Regions from separate parts of the Mus musculus genome. Here region 1 is linked to region 2. Evidence: chromatin contacts called from public promoter capture Hi-C data. All regions are on one chromosome and are shown on one strand. The core of a region is the stretch at or near the end of the contact, and the rest is flanking DNA. Distances in the headings are between cores, read along the strand shown.

The links. Capture Hi-C pulls out chosen DNA fragments and counts their contacts.
Region 1: a contact with region 2 is called in a promoter capture Hi-C map of adipose tissue, with 5 times the contacts expected there. The contact joins the promoter of Elovl1 here to the promoter of Efcab14 in region 2. A contact is called at or near these places in 3 of 39 promoter capture datasets (liver, neutrophils and pre-B cells), 1 of 115 datasets of contacts at active chromatin or transcription factors (astrocytes) and 2 of 9 other capture datasets (adipose tissue and liver).

The regions. Positions count from the first base shown.
Region 1 is chr4:118,425,103-118,430,411 of GRCm38.p6, reverse strand. It overlaps Elovl1 (elongation of very long chain fatty acids (FEN1/Elo2, SUR4/Elo3, yeast)-like 1), which reads right to left and starts at 2,319. Exons shown (of 8, transcript NM_019422.3): 1 at 2,197-2,319.
Region 2 is chr4:115,736,113-115,741,157 of GRCm38.p6, reverse strand. It overlaps Efcab14 (EF-hand calcium binding domain 14), which reads right to left and starts at 3,388. Exons shown (of 11, transcript NM_001368627.1): 1 at 2,318-3,388; 2 at 618-766. The coding sequence starts at 2,499.

The sequences.
Region 1 (5,309 bases), core at 1,070-3,569, 2.7 Mb before region 2:
AATCAGACAGCTGCTGCCTCACTGACAAAAGGATAGGTCTCTGAACTAAAGTATTTTCCTAGCATACACAAGGCCCCAGGTCGAATCCTGGCCATGGTGAGGCCATGGTGAGCAGGCGTGTACTGGGAGAAGAGACAGTCTGGAACATCGGCTGCCGAAGCATCCGGCCTGCCTGGATGGAGCTGTCCCACCTTTCCCCTCCACTCTCTTCGAGTGTTTCCCTTCCCTGCCTTCCTCCTTCCCTCTGAGACCTGCCTTCCAGGTCTCCTGGAGCCTTTCTCCTCACAACACAGTTCATCTTCCCAGTGAACTTCCTCAACCTTTTTGGCAAGCAGTCTCATCTCTCAGCTTTGAGAGACACTCTTCTCTCCAGAGAATCTCCCCTTCAGCCACTCCTCTCATACCCCCTTCTCCCAGGTAAAGTCCCTCTGGCCCTTTTCCAAGACTCTCCTCTCGCCTCTGTCCCCTGCAGGGACTCCCACCTGCTTCTGTCCTTTCTAGTACCTGAACAAACCTAGGGTTCCACTTCTGTGGTGAACACCAGTGCCCCCGGGCTTCCCCTTTGCCTCCCAGGCTCTCACCTCCAGCCTCCTGCCTTCTTCCAGTGCTTCACCTCCAGCCTCTCTCCTCCCTTCTTCTCAGGGGCAAGTTCTGCCTCTCTCTCTCTTCCACTCCAGGAGCCTGGCTCTTTGAGACTCCTGCCCTGGCGGCTCCACCTGTCTGACTAGATCTTGTAGCAGCCCCGCCCTCCTCCCGCCCCCGCTACGTTGGGCATGGGGTGGAGGGTGGGTCCAGGCCACAGGTCAATGCCTAGAGGAGCAGGACCCACCAGAATTGAGAAAGCCAAGTGAGCCCCAGCCTCACCACCTCTGACCAGCCAGATAAGTTTGTAGGTTCTCCAGAAACTTCTGGCCAGGACGTCTGGCCAAAGCCAGAACTGCTAAAAAATCCACACCCAGCATTCTCTCCCAAACCAGCCATGAATTCTTAGTTTGTCCTACTTTAGAATGGGCATCACCCTTCCCTACCAGGGAGGGGTGAGGACACCAGTGGTATGTGAGGAGGTGGGAGAGTGGGGGAGGTCTCAGGAATCTTTCCCTCTTCTGGGAGGGAGCCTCATGGGCTAGGTCCCCTCCTCCTCAAAGTTGGAAGGAATGCCAAGGGAAAGTTTATAGGGATACAAAAATTTAGCCTAGACCCAGGAGAGCCTAGGACTTTGTCCCAGAGGACTCCGGCAATTGCCCAACAAGCGGAGTGCTCCAGCTGCTCTCCATCAATCTCCAGCCTTGGGGCTTGAGTTCTACCATCCACATCCACGCTCTCACACAGTAATATGTACCTTCATCACACCGCTCTCAACCACCCCCAGAGACATGCATACCGCGCCAGGAGCTAGCCAGCATACATCCACACACAGTCCAGGCATATCTTGTTGACCACATCACCCAAACAGGCCTCCCTACTGGACTCGGACATGCCAGGCTCCTAAACTTCACACCTGTCAGGGATTGCATTAACCGCGGGACATACAGCTGACCAGGCATGGGTACATCTTCACCCACACCTCCCTTCTGCACACACAGCTCTCTGGTGAGTGACACTCATTTCTTCCTACAGTTAGACTTTGGTTGGTGGCTTATGTTGGAGTGGGGCCTAGCACTTAGGCATGTGCTCTGACACACGTGAGCTTGCCAGTTCCTTATCTCCTCCCTCAACCACCTCCTCCAATTCACTCGCCCTTCACCACCACTTAACACCGGGAGATACACAGTGACCCAGAGGGCAAGAGGGAGTCCAGACTTCTGAGGATCTCTCCCTAAGTTTGAGGGAAACCCGGGTGCGCACCACCCCCCTCCCGCAGTGAAACAGAGCCAGTTCCCTTAAGATGGATGGAAAAGAAAAAGGGCACCGGCATGGGGCAGGAAGGGAAAAGAGAGGAGTGGGCAAAGGGTGGAAGGCCAGGAGGTGCTGAAAAAGAACTAGGTGTGAGCAAATGGGGGTCAGGGGCCAAGGTGCCGGGGAGGGATCCTGTGGGCAGGCCCAGCCCCAGTGCCTGGGACCTCCCACCCACTCGCCCCAGGAACAGCCTCGCCCACAGCCTGGGCAGGGCAGGGCAAGGCAGGCAGGGCAGGGCTAGCCTGGCCAGCCAGGCAGGGGGCGCTGGCACGTGGGGAGCCATGGAAGGTACACACTCACCAGTGGAAACCAGGCGGGCAGCAGTGAAGGGTTCAAAGGGATCAGGGCCGGAGAGAAGTCCCCAGGGCCGCCTGCCGGCCACTTCCTCATCTGCTGGGCCGACTTTCTGTCACCAGAGGGGGAGGGGGCGGGCCGGGCGGGGGGCGCCTGCTGATTGGGCGGCTGGCCGAGGCAGGAGGGGCCGTCCAGCGCCTGCCTGGCCGCCAGGGCGGGAGCAGGGGCGGGTCGCCAGATCCCGGGGCAGGAAGCACACCCAGCCCCAGCTCTCCACCCCTTCCTTCGCATCTCTCAGCCTGTCCCGCCGATGACTATGGCTTGGCCCGCACCCAGCTTCTTCTTGAGGTTCAGCCTGCATGGCCCCATTCGTGGTCCTCTGTCCAGTCCAGCATGAGGACCCACTCATCTCCTGTCTGCTTTGTGACAGTCGCGGCTTATGATTACGGGAAATTTCCAGGGTTCAACCGTTCCCTCAAGGCTTTTCCTGGAAGAGGAGGGCCAGCTGTGCCTACTAAGGGCTGATTGGGGTGGCGGGAGGCTTTAGCGGGAGGCAGCAGTCGGCCACCACCATGCTTCTCAGAGCCTATAAACTTGGATGAGTCCTAGCTTTAGGAGGCACAGAGAGGATTTCCTGGAACGGAGATGGGAGAATACAAGTGGCCCCAGGCAAGAACTGTGAATCACTGTCTAAACTGGCCTTCAAGGTAGTGAAAGGGGGTGGGGGTGGGGGTAGCAAGTGAAATTGGCTGTGGTTCAATGTAGTAGATCTTGGAGGCCAAATGAGGCTGCCTGACTTATTCTAGAAGCAGAAGAAAACAAGAATTTTGAGGCAGCTCATCTCATCTGTCAGACATTTACTGGCCATCTACAGTGAGCGAAACCACATTAAGCTCTGCTCCCCACACTAACATAACTTATAACCCAGGTACAAGGTACTAGAGAGACCAGGTGAGAGGAAAACAGCTGGTCTGAAGAGGTAACAGATGGGGTTGGGAAAGCCAGACAACGTTGCAGGGGTAGGGGTGGGGGAGGAGTTAGATGTCAATTCAGTACCACCACCCACCCACCCCAGCACCAGATAGTCCAACTATTGCATGGCATGAAATCTGTCTTTCCTATAAAGACTCAATTACAGCTTGGACAACTGGATGATGTAAGTAGGCAGAGAGTTGAGGAATTTAGAAGAGGCAGTGGCTAGGAAGGATAATAGGTTCATAATTGGTGGATTTGGTTACCTAGGCATTGATAAGAGATGAAGGCCAGAGTATAGTTTTCAGCATTCTTTAGATTACCTGTTTACCTGTTAGCACCTACTCTTGACCAAAAAAAAAAAAAAAAAAAAAAAAAAAACAACCAGCAGAGAATTTACTTCCAAACCCAGCTTCTGTATCATTGTATACTAGACCCCCATGTCCCTGAAATGTCATTCTCAAGCCATAGCCTGAACTCCAGCCATCAAATGTCAGCAGCTTTCTCTCCAGTGAACATCTGTGGTGGATCCAAAAGCTCCCAGTGGAGCGTTCGGGATGGTGTTTTGCATGTGTGATTAAGACTTGTTAGATGAATGTGCACAAATTTACATACAAACATATCCATCTATGGGGCTGCCTCTGACTCTCAAGCCTTCATCATCGTGAGATGCAGTCAGATCTCCACTCTGTAAACCACTCCTGCTTCTGACTAATGTATTTTCTGCACCTTTCCCAACTCCACGATCCTTTCAGCAGGAAAAGTTCATATTTTAGTCATATCTCTTAACTCCAATTGGACCTATTATCTGTCATGCAGTTAACCGTACATGTTTTCTGACTTGCTGTTAAAAATACATAGGACAATGGAAGGAAAGGAGAAACTAAGACCCGGAGAGAACAGTACATCTTTATATTTCTCTTGAGAGTAGTGTTTATTGAGTTAACCAATACTTACCAAGGTCCTGATGGCTTTCATGTGTATTCAAACAGCTCTAAGGCCACACCTGACTCTGAAGTTCTGAGCTTAAATGTCCCAGTTAATGTGTGTGTGATCGTGCATATATTTTAGGAGGTATGGAACCTTCTAAAAATGAGAACAAATGGTCCCTAGCTTATAGGCTTACTGTGAAGGTTAAGGCAATAGCCCGTGTAAAGTGCTTAGCAGTCTCTGTCTCAATATTAACAGTCAGGGTAAGAATCAGGCCATTACACAGAGGACATGTTTGTATATGATTTAATGAGTAGTCCTTTAACAAACCTTTCCTAAACAACGAGCAAATCCATAAACAGCTCTGAAAGTCCTACCGAGAGATTTGGGCCTACATCTCCCTTGTGAAAGCACACTGGCAAGATGACGACACCGTCCTAAAGTCAAACAAACAGGAAGCTTCAAGTGTGTGCATATTCATCTGGGCCACACTGAGAGATGACTGTGGCAAGGCTTCAATAAATGTTGGCTGACTATATGAGTGAACAAACTCAAAGACTCTATTCTTAACTTGGTCCTGACAGAAAGCATCTTCCAATACCCGATATAGCCCAAGTCTGCCAAATGGCATCTCCACAGCTATGGAGTCTTCAAAGCACCCAGCCCAGGAGAGCAGACATACACATAAATGAACACACAGTCACATGTAGGTGAAGTTCCCTATGAAAGCTCTGGGGAATGGGGAACCTAATCAGCTCTGGGGAGTGTGTGTGTGTGTGTGTGTGTGTGTGTGTGTGTGTGTGTGTGTGTGTGTGTGTGTGTGTGTGGTTGTTCTTAAAGGCTTCTCTGAAATGATACCTGACACTCAGAAACACTTTCTAGCAGTTAGGGAGAGGCTTTTGAGACACACAGAGGCAATGTAATGGCCTAGAAGCAAAAGATGTGGTAGGTGATGGAAACTCTTAAGTAGAGTTCTCTCCAACTCAGAGCCACCCCAGCCTCCCCCAACCCTCCCCACTGTATGCTCGTGTGTGTGTGTGTGTGTGTGTGTGTGTGTGTGTGTGTGTGTGTGTGTGTGTGTGTGTGTATATGTGTGTGCGCGTTTTGAGACAAGATCTCACTATGCAGCCCAAGCTGCTTTCAAATTCCAGATCCTCCTGCCTCTGTCCCCTCAGTGCTAGGATTACAGGCATGTGTGACCATCCCCAGCCTCTGTT
Region 2 (5,045 bases), core at 2,139-4,638:
TTACCACTGCACAGGCATGTGCATACACACGCGCGCGCGCGCGCGCGCGCACACACACGCACACACACACACACACACACACACACACACACACGGGGGAGTGGGGAGAGCAAAATAATGCCTATGTCAGAGGCCTGTTTGGGGAACAATTTACTTGTCAATTGGCACAAGCAGACACTTCATAAATGGTGGCTCTTAGAATAAATGCTGTCCACTCCTATGTTCCTACACAGTGTTTTGAAAGAGGAAGTCACCTGACAGATGCTTCCACATTTTAATTGCTGGCTCTGTAAGGTAGAAGGAAACTGTGGTATTTCAACAGCCACTTTGTACCTGGGGCTAGGCTGTAGGTTGAGTATAATCAGGTTTCTGGTTTACAGTTGCTCCCCTTTGCATTGAGTTAACTGCAGTGTCATAATTTCAGACGCTACTTGTCAGATGGTACATAACCACTGGGCTTGTTTATGGGTTGAAAAGCAAGTAAGTGCTACTACAGTTAAGCCGACAGTTAAGCTAGTGTACAGAACAAGATGCACAACTGCTTACCAGAACGGGCAAATTCCTAATTCAGCATGGGCCAGTTTCCCCCAAGACTTGAAGAGAACCTGACCACTTACTTGTTCTAAATTTTTCCTTGAGGACATCCAGATCCTCCTTGAGAGCCATTTGCATCCACACCAAGCCCACAGAGGCCACAACGCAGGCTGCGAGGATGACAAAGGCACAGAGGGGACAGCAGATCTTGCAGCATCGGGCATAGTCTCCCCTGTTGGAAGAAAACATTCACCAATGAGCGAGAAGGTAGCTGTGATGAGAACAGCTTTATTAGCAACAGTATGCTCCTATGCGATTATCTTCTCTAATGAATGACCAATGAATTTACCAAGGATCACAGGATAACACACTTGCGTCTAATAGGAGGAGGTTGCAAATTACTGAATATGACCCGTGAAAAGTTCTACGGGGTACAAAGGTTTCAAACTGCACAGGAAACAGGGAGTTCCCGTGGGCCATGGGAAGAGCTTGCAGGTTCTAGATCACTGCTGTCAATTCAGGAAGGTGGTCTTTGGAGCAGAACTCGGTTTGAGAAGTGTAAATGACAAGAAGGGCCCAGTGGCCCATCTGCAATCCAAGTACCTGGGAGTCTGAGGAAGAGGGATTGCCAAGTTCTATGCCTACTACTAGAACCTAGCTCAATCCTTAGTAGTAATAAGATAAAAAGAAAGAATGGACAGAAAGAAGGGTAAAAATGAGTGGTTCTATGGAATTCTATCCCTTCACTGTAATTTATCCCCTTCCACACCCTCACCCCCCCCATACATGCTCACTTAGCCCAGGAGACCTTGCCTCATTTATTGAAACTTCACAAACTCTTGACCAAGTTTTACTGCAAATGGAATGAGAGAAACTAGATCTGCTGGCTTAAGTGGACACCTGATATTCTTTAACTTAACTGCCTTGGCAGTACAGAAATAGAAGCACACTAGATTTCACATCAAACTTCATCTAGTTTTCAGTTCTAAACTAAGGCAGCAGGGCAACTTTCGAGACTCACACTTCATCAGATGACCTTCACAACACAAACTTGGAAAAGTCCTTAACTAACCAGTCTTAACAAAAGCACACAGATTCTGAGCCCGCTAAAAGATCACAAATCTTTTAGGACCCAAGCCCTTTGCCTAACTCTGGTCTCTACACCCCAACGGACTCCCTTTGCTTTTAGTTTGCTCTCTGACAGGTCCAAATGGCTGAGGTTTCCTTCAGTTGCCTCACAAACTGACCTCTTAATCCCCCAATCCTCAAAGCTCATTTGTTTAGTGGTTGCTCTACCTGAAACTGGTTTGGTAAAAAAGACTGCTCCCCCCACCCCCATATTATTTATCGAAGGTTCACACTTTCAACAGTAAGCCCTTCACCATATTCTCCTATCACCAATATCTAAGCTGGTTAAGAAACACAAAACGAGTATTGGTCTTAAGGTCCCTTGACCTACTTTTTAAAAATGCCTAGCCCCAAGAGCCTCTCTGCTCCTCTGTCTCCATGAGTAACCTTTTTAATTCCTTCTTGGGCTATGAGCCCATTCCCCAAGTCCACACTTCCACCCTAGATTTGAAGCTCTTGTTAGACATTAGAGTGACTGCTTACTCTTTATTAAGAGTTAGAACTTGCCCTGTCCAACATCCTTTCTCCCTGTTTTCCAAGGCCTACTTCCCTTTTTCTTCCAAGGGACTCCCCTCTCCTTCTCATCCATTTGCCCGGCTGGTAGTAGTGCAAGATGCCTTTTGCCCATTTCAGCCCTCCCCACTGCTACACTCACTTGACAAAACGAGAGCGATTTCCAATTGCTCCAAATTCCTCTTCGTCTGTGCTGGACTCTGAGTCTGAGTCAGGAGGCTCAGTGCGAAGCAGGCGGTGGCTGCCTGAGCCTTGCTTGGTCTTCTTTCTCCGATGGTCACCAGCCAGGCCGATCAACGCATTGAGCTCTTTGCGCTTTTTCATCTTTTTGTGGGGGGTGAGTGGCGGGCCCACTCCTGAGCTGCCAGGTTCGTAGCCAACACCCAACTCTCTCGCTGACTTGGAGCTGCCTTCCAGGGTTGGAAATCCTGGGCCTGAGCCCCCTGATCACTCCCACCCAGAGGTGGGACTGACCAGATCTACTGAGGGCTGGAGAATAGAGCCCAGAGAAAATTGGACTCAGGTGGATGGGGGATGGGGGGTGGGGGAAGTTACATAGAGATGGCCAAGGAACTGGAGATCTAAATGGATAAATTTCTGAAACAACTATTACCTGTCAAAAGGAAAACGAAACAAAACAACCCGCTAAGTCAAGCACGAGATTCTAAGTCGTGTAGGCAACCAATATTTCTAGGAGTGCTCCAGAAAGCGGGAGAAAGATACACAAAACTAAGGTACTTTAGATCTCTGGGACAAGATTCCCAATGCAGAAGGAAAATAAACTTGTTTTTGAATGGGAGGAGAGGAGACTTTGCAGAGCAGGCAGTGGGAACTCGCTGATCCTTAACTGGAGAGGTGGTGACAGGAGAGCGCCAACACTGCCTGGGCGCCTAGAAAACTCCCAGGCCGGGACGCCCACCAGGATTCGGGATGATCACCTTCCCGTGGCTTCTGTCCTGAGTTTGTAGAGACCCGCGCGAGAGGAGCGGGAGCCCTGCTGCTAGGGCCTGGAGGGGGCGCAGTGATGAGGGGTGACCACCGCTCCGCCAGCCTGAAGTGTTCCGCCACCAGCGACTTCCGCAACTCACACGCGCCGCGGCCAGTCCAGCCGCGTCTCCGGCCCCTGCTTCGGTCGCGACTTCTCTGGATGTGCTGGCGGTGGCGGCCGCCGCAGGCTCCAGACCCGGGCCATAGCTCCAGTCTTAGCTCACTTCCCCTTTGGCAGCGGCCCCGGGCAAGGCTTGCCAGTAAGCCGCGCCCCCATTGGGCGCCCCTTGGTGACGTCACGCAGGAGGGCGCGTGTGGTGCTGGGGAGGTGGAACGTTAAAGGGGCCGCGGCTCTGGCTCGTGCTGGGTCTGGAGCCACAGTTAGTAGGCCCCGCCCCTGTCGGACCGCGGCTGACCGCATCAACTTACAGCGGAGGCAGAGTTTTGCTTGCTGAGAAGCAGGGGCGGGGACTGGCACCCGAGGCTCCACCTTCTGAAAAGTTCTTGAAAGACTCCATCCCTCTTACTCTTAGGTTCTTTAGGCTCATTGTTTTAATGGCCCAGTTGAATAATTCATCCGTCCTTCCATCCATCCCTCCACCCATCTATCCATCTATCCACCCACCCACCCATCCATCCAATAAATATTTACTGGTGGTGAAATATCGAGACTATTCTAGCTCTGGGGATGCTGCCATAAACACAATAACCAATGTGTTTTCCTTTCTGTATAGAGTTGCCAGATTTAGCAAATAAAATACTGAACACTAGTAAATTTCCAATACCAGATAAACAGTGATTTTTGGGGAGGGGGGAGGGAGTTGGACAGAGGCTTTCTATGTAGTCCTGGCTGCCCTAGAGCTAGCTATGTAGACCAGGCTGTTCTTGAACTCGCAAAGATCTGCCTGCCTTGGTCCTGAGTTCTGGGATTAATGGCATGCATCCTCACACCTGGTTTAGCTATTTTTTTTTTAAATTATAAGAGCCCTCCAATATCTATGACAACTTCATATTGAAAAATAATTCATTGTTTATCTGAAATTTAAATTCAATTGGGCTTCCTCTATTTTATCTGCTCATCTGCTCCAGCTTGTATTTGAGCATGAAAGCAACAATAGGCACACATATTACACTTTAGAAGTGGATGCATATTATGAAGGAAACCCAAATAAGATAGGGTGAGGCATGCCTGTTGTCTTTGATGAAGGGATTTTTGGGCATAGATCCTTAGGAAGCCAGAGAGTAAGTAAAATGGTATCATGAAGGAGTGCTCAGAAAGACCTGGTTTGGAAAAAAAAAAGTGATAGGAAATGAAGTTACAGAAACATCAGGAAGTAAACCTTGCAGGGTTTTGTAGAAGGAGTTTGAAAAACCATTGAGGAACATACTCTGAATTTTCAGTTTATAGAAGATGACTCTAGGGGCTGCAGAGATGGCTCAGGGATTAAGAGAGCACTGACTGCTCTTCCAGAGGACCTGGGTTCAATTACTAGCATCTGCATGGCAGCTCACAACTGTCTGTAACTCCAGTTCCAGGAGCTCCAAGGCCCTCATATAGACATACACGCAGGAAGAACACCAATGCACATAAAATTAAAAATAAGTAATTTTTTAAAAAAAAGATGACTCTGACTACTGTTTGGAAAATAAACAACAAAAAGAGAGGGAGCCAAGTATTTCTTCGGTCTGGATAGACATGAAGAGGACAGCGGAGTGGCAGTAGTGGGGATGGCCAGTATGCTGTATGCTTCTTGTAGATAGAGTTAAAGATATTTGTCGGTGGATTAGATGAAAGAAAATTAAAAAAAAAAAAAAAAAGGAGCCATGGACAACCCTAGAAGTTCGGAACGGTGCTGTGAGAAGAGCCTTGCCATTTGTCGAGA